Regions from separate parts of the Xenopus laevis genome. Here region 2 is linked to region 1. Evidence: chromatin contacts called from public Hi-C data. All regions are on one chromosome and are shown on one strand. The core of a region is the stretch at or near the end of the contact, and the rest is flanking DNA. Distances in the headings are between cores, read along the strand shown. Region 1 holds the start of LOC108700826 (meiosis-specific coiled-coil domain-containing protein MEIOC). Region 2 has its middle 8.8 kb from the start of gpatch8.L.

Region 1 (2,700 bases), core at 110-2,609:
ACCCCACCTCAAGTCCCTGATTGGTTACTGCCTAATAACCAATCAGTGGAAAGCAAGAGAGCTGAAAAGCAGGAAGTAGTGTTCAGACTGACATGTTATACATCAAATCACTCCAGCCTTTATTCATTACATTTTTGGCTAACTAACTATATTAGATACATTTTTTATTTTGCACAGCCTGTCTATTTACACAGTTTTTATTTTTACACTGAACAATTCCTTTAAAGGTGAAACCCCCCTATAAGATTATTTTTTCTGTCAAGTGAGAGGCGACATCTTCCAGATAGGAAGCCAACGGCAATCGTGTATTCTACACAGACGCACCCACAAATACAGCGACTCTTTACAAACGTACATTACTATTCTTATAATAAAGCCAAGAATTAGTAATATGCGGGTCGTGGATTTCTCGACCCTAACCCGCCCCTCTATTTATAGACCCACCCCAAAGTGATGTTTCAAAAGGGGCGGGAGTGGCGCTGGTCTATAAATTTTACCAACAGAAGTGCTAGGCCCAAAGATTTTGTGCAGGAGTCGGCGCGAACCGCGGGTTTCAGGCCGGCCCACCAGGTCCGGACTGGGATTCACAATAGGCCCCGGCATTCCAAGTACACAGAGGCCCAAGCAGCCCTCCACCAGCCCAATAAATAGTGACTGTCTATGGCAATTTACAGCAGCTCCTCGGGCATTTGCCAGAACCCACAGATTACCAGTCCGGGCCTGCGGCCCACACATCACTACTACCAGGAATACAGTCTGTAAATGATATCCCTCTAAATGGTGCTCAATGATGTCATCCGTTATAATCGGTGTTCAGTGATGTCATCTGTTATAATCGGTGCTCGTGATGTCATCCGTTAGTATCGGTGCCAAGTGATGTCATTTCTGTCACATGACTCGCTGAAACCTGTATAAAACGCCTCGGGTGACTTATAACCTCCTGATATTTTACAATAATTCACTGTTTTCATTATTATTTTGTCATTGGCAGCGAGGAACCCCCTTTATTCCACACAAGGGGCTACTAATAAGCTTAAATATTACAGTTAATGGTTGAGAGATTATTTAGTGACACCTCAGAGGTGCTGAACTACAACTGATATGACATGGGGGAAGGGTTCTGTCCTCATACAGTTACACAGATAAATATCATTAATATAAAAGCCTTTAGGGCGCCAGGTATCGCTCAGTATCTCTGTGTTTCCTCACCTCCATAGTGACAGCGCCTCAGCAAGTTCTCTCAGCCTCTGAAACTGACAGAAGCGCGCAGCCTTGAAGTGCCTCAGAGCAAGCGGGGGCGGGACCAACATCGGTCCCGCCTCCTCACTGCCCGTTAATTTGAATGATAGTCGCCTGCCGACGCCCTTTCTACCCCCAGGGCGTGCGCTGATTGGCTGGCGTTTGTTGTCGCTAAGCGGCGCTCGGACAATCACCTTCTTCCGGGTTTTTCATTGGCTGCGAGTCTGTTAGGCAATACTTTTCCCGCCCAAAAAAAAAAAGAAAGGTCTAAGATGAAAGTAGCGAAGCAGTCGAGAGTTGCTACTTAATATGTCAGGTTACGTTTGGAATTCTGGTAGGGGGTGTTATCTGCACCGCTGAGGTAAATATGAAAGAGTTGATGATAAAGTTGAGGTAAACAATGAGTTAGTTATAGAGTTCAGAGCTGTCATGGTGTCTCCTGTGGTGAAATGTGGAGTATTTGGGCTTCTGGGATTAATAAAGCAGCAGGTGAGGCCTGTGTGGGAAATAAAGACCTGTTTGCTGTAGCCAAACATATATATTTGTATGGCAACCTCTATCGGAATTTGCAGGGCCCTTTACAACAACATTTTCCGGGCACCTTACAATACTGTTGCCACCTGCCTGGTTTTTACCCGGACGGCCCTGTTTTTTGAAGGGTCAAAACTGCCTGCCTGGTTTTCCAAATTAAGAAAACCGGGCAGGATTTCCTAAGATTGACGCGGCAACTGAGCGATCACTGCATCATAGCCCCACCCCTGATGTCATTTCCCGCCCCTGTCATGGCCCCGCCCTGTGCCCAGATTGCACCGGGTGAAAAGGTGGCAACCCTACAAGTAAAAGGAAAACATTGGCCACCGACGTTTTTTTTTTTTTTTTACAAGTTAAAAAAAAACAGCAGCCATTGCCCCCCCCAAGTTAAAAAAAAATGAGTGCCCAATAGTGATGTGCGGGCCGACCCAAGGCCCACGGGTTTACCCGGGCGGGTTCGGGCCGACCCCTGGACAAAATGCGCGGGCGGGTGCAGGTCGAGCTCTTCTCCTGCTTTCCCCGCCTGCGACCTAGTACTACAGCTTCCGGCACCAGAATTTATAGACGTCCGCCCGCCCCTTTTGTGACGTCACTGCGGGTCTATAAATAAAGGGGAGCAGCGGGCCGGGTCGGATGCGGGTAGGGAGCGGGCGGGTTAGGGTCGGGTGCGGGTCGAGAATTTCTCGACCCGCACATCACCAGTGCCCAAAGCTTTTTTTAAAAGAAAAATAAATGTTCGGCATGGCTCTGCTCCTACTTTCGCCACAACTTGGCTCCTACTCCAGCAGTTTAAGGGGAGTCCGGCTAATCCAGGAAACACAGCACAGCCAGACCCCCCTTAACATATAGAAGCCATCAGGTCCGGGACAATTATGCCCCCCTGATGGTGGCAACCAGGTCTAATTTGTAAAAGCAGCCAAAGTCAGCTAC
Region 2 (2,700 bases), core at 103-2,602, 67 kb after region 1:
AAGGGTATTACAAATTACCGGCAACTACATTGCCGGTAAATTTGTAATACGGGCCCCAGCCTTGGCAGGTGTTTTATCGGCTAGGCTGGTAAAATACCGGCCGGGTGGCAACTCTGTCTACGGCCCACGATCGAATCACCAACCAAAAACCACAAGGGAACACCCTGTTATTCGGCTCCAAATGTGCTACACGTGTGAAGCTGCTCCGGTCAGCATCCAAACCAAACGGAGGAGCACCACTTGTAGTCAGACGTTAAAATTCAATATTTATTCCATCCATTAAAATCAGTGTACAAAATATATAAGCAAAGTATTGCCTGTAATGCTCGCAACCGTTACGCTTAACGCGTTCCATAGCCCTCCGGCTACTTTCTCAAAAGAGTAATGGTTGCAAACATTACAGGCAATACTTTGCTTATATATTTTGGACACTGATTTTAATGGATGAAATAAATATTGAATTTAAACGTCTGACTCCAAGTGGTGCTCCGTCCTACACACAGAGATATCCACAATTGGATCACCCGATATCGCCCACCTCAAGGGACACCTGACTCCTGGGGTGCTACTCCCTGACCTCTCCTTGTCCTGATTTTGGCCACATAATAGATAAGGGGGGAGAAGGCAGAAGGGTGCTGTGGTTTGGGGCCCGTGTGGGTGGCAGAGGGAAAGGCCGGGTGGGCCGCAGGGTGTGTGTGTGGCCTCTGATGTGGCAAGTCTAGAGGCAAGTCTAGTGTCTATATTACCACATGGGCTACAGGCAGGTCCCACATGCAGCAGCTCTAGGGTTCCACCAGCATTAGTAGGTCCCATAGGACAGATACATCATATAAATACATAAATAAATGATAATTTTACTTTAGTTTTTCCATGTCTGTAATCCACTCCCAGAATGCCTTGTGTCTATGAGATTTGGCTGCCCCATAATGCATTTGTGCAACTCAGAGCTAATCCCCCCCGGTCCCCTCCATTGTAGCACAGTGACAGATGTCCCACAGACACAAGGTGGAGGGAACAATCAGTTGCCTTTATGTGACTAAGTGTCCCATCTATGGGTGACAGAGATCTGCATGATGGCTCCAGCCCTAGAAAAAAGACCTCATTAACTTGCAATTACTGATTCATAATACAGAATAGGGCCCCCCATTCTCACACTGCCAAAAAATTACAATGAAAAAAGGGGTTGCCAGCTTCTCTTCTTTCAGGGAGAAAATCCTTCCCCCTCCTCTACCTCCCCACGAGGATTTGGGATTAGCCCCTGGCAGCCTGATAAAATACAGCCCATTATAGTTGGGCTCATAGGGAAGGATGTTATGGAGGGGAATTCATTATGACTTGTGTTTATACAAAAACATTAGGAACAACTGGGAACCTATAGTTATTACAAGTACATTCTATGGAACGGCATGATGAGTCCTATCCCTGACTCCACTAATGCTCCACTCCTGCTATTTGTACTCATGAAGTGGTGGCAGGAATTCTGGGATGTTCTGGACCATTATAAACTATAGGGAGGGTTATATGGAGCAATAGAAGGAGTTATATGGAGGGGTATATGGAGCAATAGGAGGAGTTATAGGGAGGGTTATATGGAGCAATAGGAGGAGTTATAGGGAGGGGTATATGGAGCAATAGGAGGAGTTATAGGGAGGGTTATATGGAGCAATAGGAGGAGTTATAGGGAGGGTTATATGGAGCAATGGGAGGAGTTATAGGGAGGGTTATATGGAGCAATAGGAGGAGTTATAGGGAGGGTTACATGGAGCAATAGGAGGAGTTTTAGGGAGGGTTATATGGAGAAATAGGAGGAGTTATAGGGAGGGTTATATGGAGCAATAGGAGGAGTTATAGGGAGGGTTATATGGAGCAATAGGAGGAGTTATAGGGAGGGTTACATGGAGCAATAGGAGGAGTTATAGGGAGGGTTATATGGAGCAATAGGAGGAGTTATAGGGAGGGGTCTATGGAGCAATAGGAGGAGTTATAGGGAGGGTTATATGGAGCAATAGGAGGAGTTATAGGGAGGGTTACATGGAGCAATAGGAGAAGTTTTAGGGAGGGTTATATGGAGAAATAGGAGGAGTTATATGGAGCAATAGGAGGAGTTATAGGGAGGGTTATATGGAGCAATAGGAGGAGTTATAGGGAGGGTTACATGGAGCAATAGGAGGAGTTATAGGGAGGGTTATATGGAGCAATAGGAGGAGTTATAGGGAGGGTTATATGGAGCAATAGGAGGAGTTATAGGGGGTTATATGGAGCAATAGGAGGAGTTATAGGGAGGGTTATATGGAGCAATAGGAGGAGTTATAGGGAGGCTTATATGGAGCAATAGGAGGAGTTATAGGGAGGGTTATATGGAGCAATAGGAGGAGTTATAGGGAGGGTTATATGGAGCAATAGGAGGAGTTATAGGGAGGGGTCTATGGAGCAATAGGAGGAGTTATAGGGAGGTTTATATGGAGAAATAGGAGGAGTTATAGGGAGGGTTATATGGAGCAATAGGAGGAGTTATAGGGAGGGTTATATGGAGCAATAGGAGGAGTTATAGGGAGGGTTACATGGAGCAATAGGAGAAGTTTTAGGGAGGGTTATATGGAGAAATAGGAGGAGTTATAGGGAGGGTTATATGGAGCAATAGGAGGAGTTATAGGGAGGGTTATATGGAGCAATAGGAGGAGTTATAGGGAGGGTTATATG

The links. Hi-C and Micro-C count contacts between places; a contact is called where the count stands out from the background.
Region 2: a contact with region 1 is called in a Hi-C map of the XTC cell line, with 4 times the contacts expected there. The contact joins the enhancer-like site here to the promoter of LOC108700826 in region 1. A contact is called at or near these places in 2 of 4 Hi-C or Micro-C datasets (the XL177 cell line and the XTC cell line).

What each region holds. Positions count from the first base shown.
Region 1 is chr9_10L:4,868,060-4,870,759 of Xenopus_laevis_v10.1, forward strand. LOC108700826 (meiosis-specific coiled-coil domain-containing protein MEIOC) reads right to left here and starts at 1,360. Exons shown (of 8, transcript XM_018234804.2): 1 at 1,210-1,360. The coding sequence starts at 1,215.
Region 2 is chr9_10L:4,935,324-4,938,023 of Xenopus_laevis_v10.1, forward strand. No RefSeq gene overlaps it. Among protein-coding and RNA genes, the nearest start is that of gpatch8.L, 8.8 kb to the right of the region's middle. Within about 2 kb of position 1,353, at least 3 of the 7 cell types and tissues checked have an H3K27ac peak or open chromatin away from gene starts, as enhancers often do.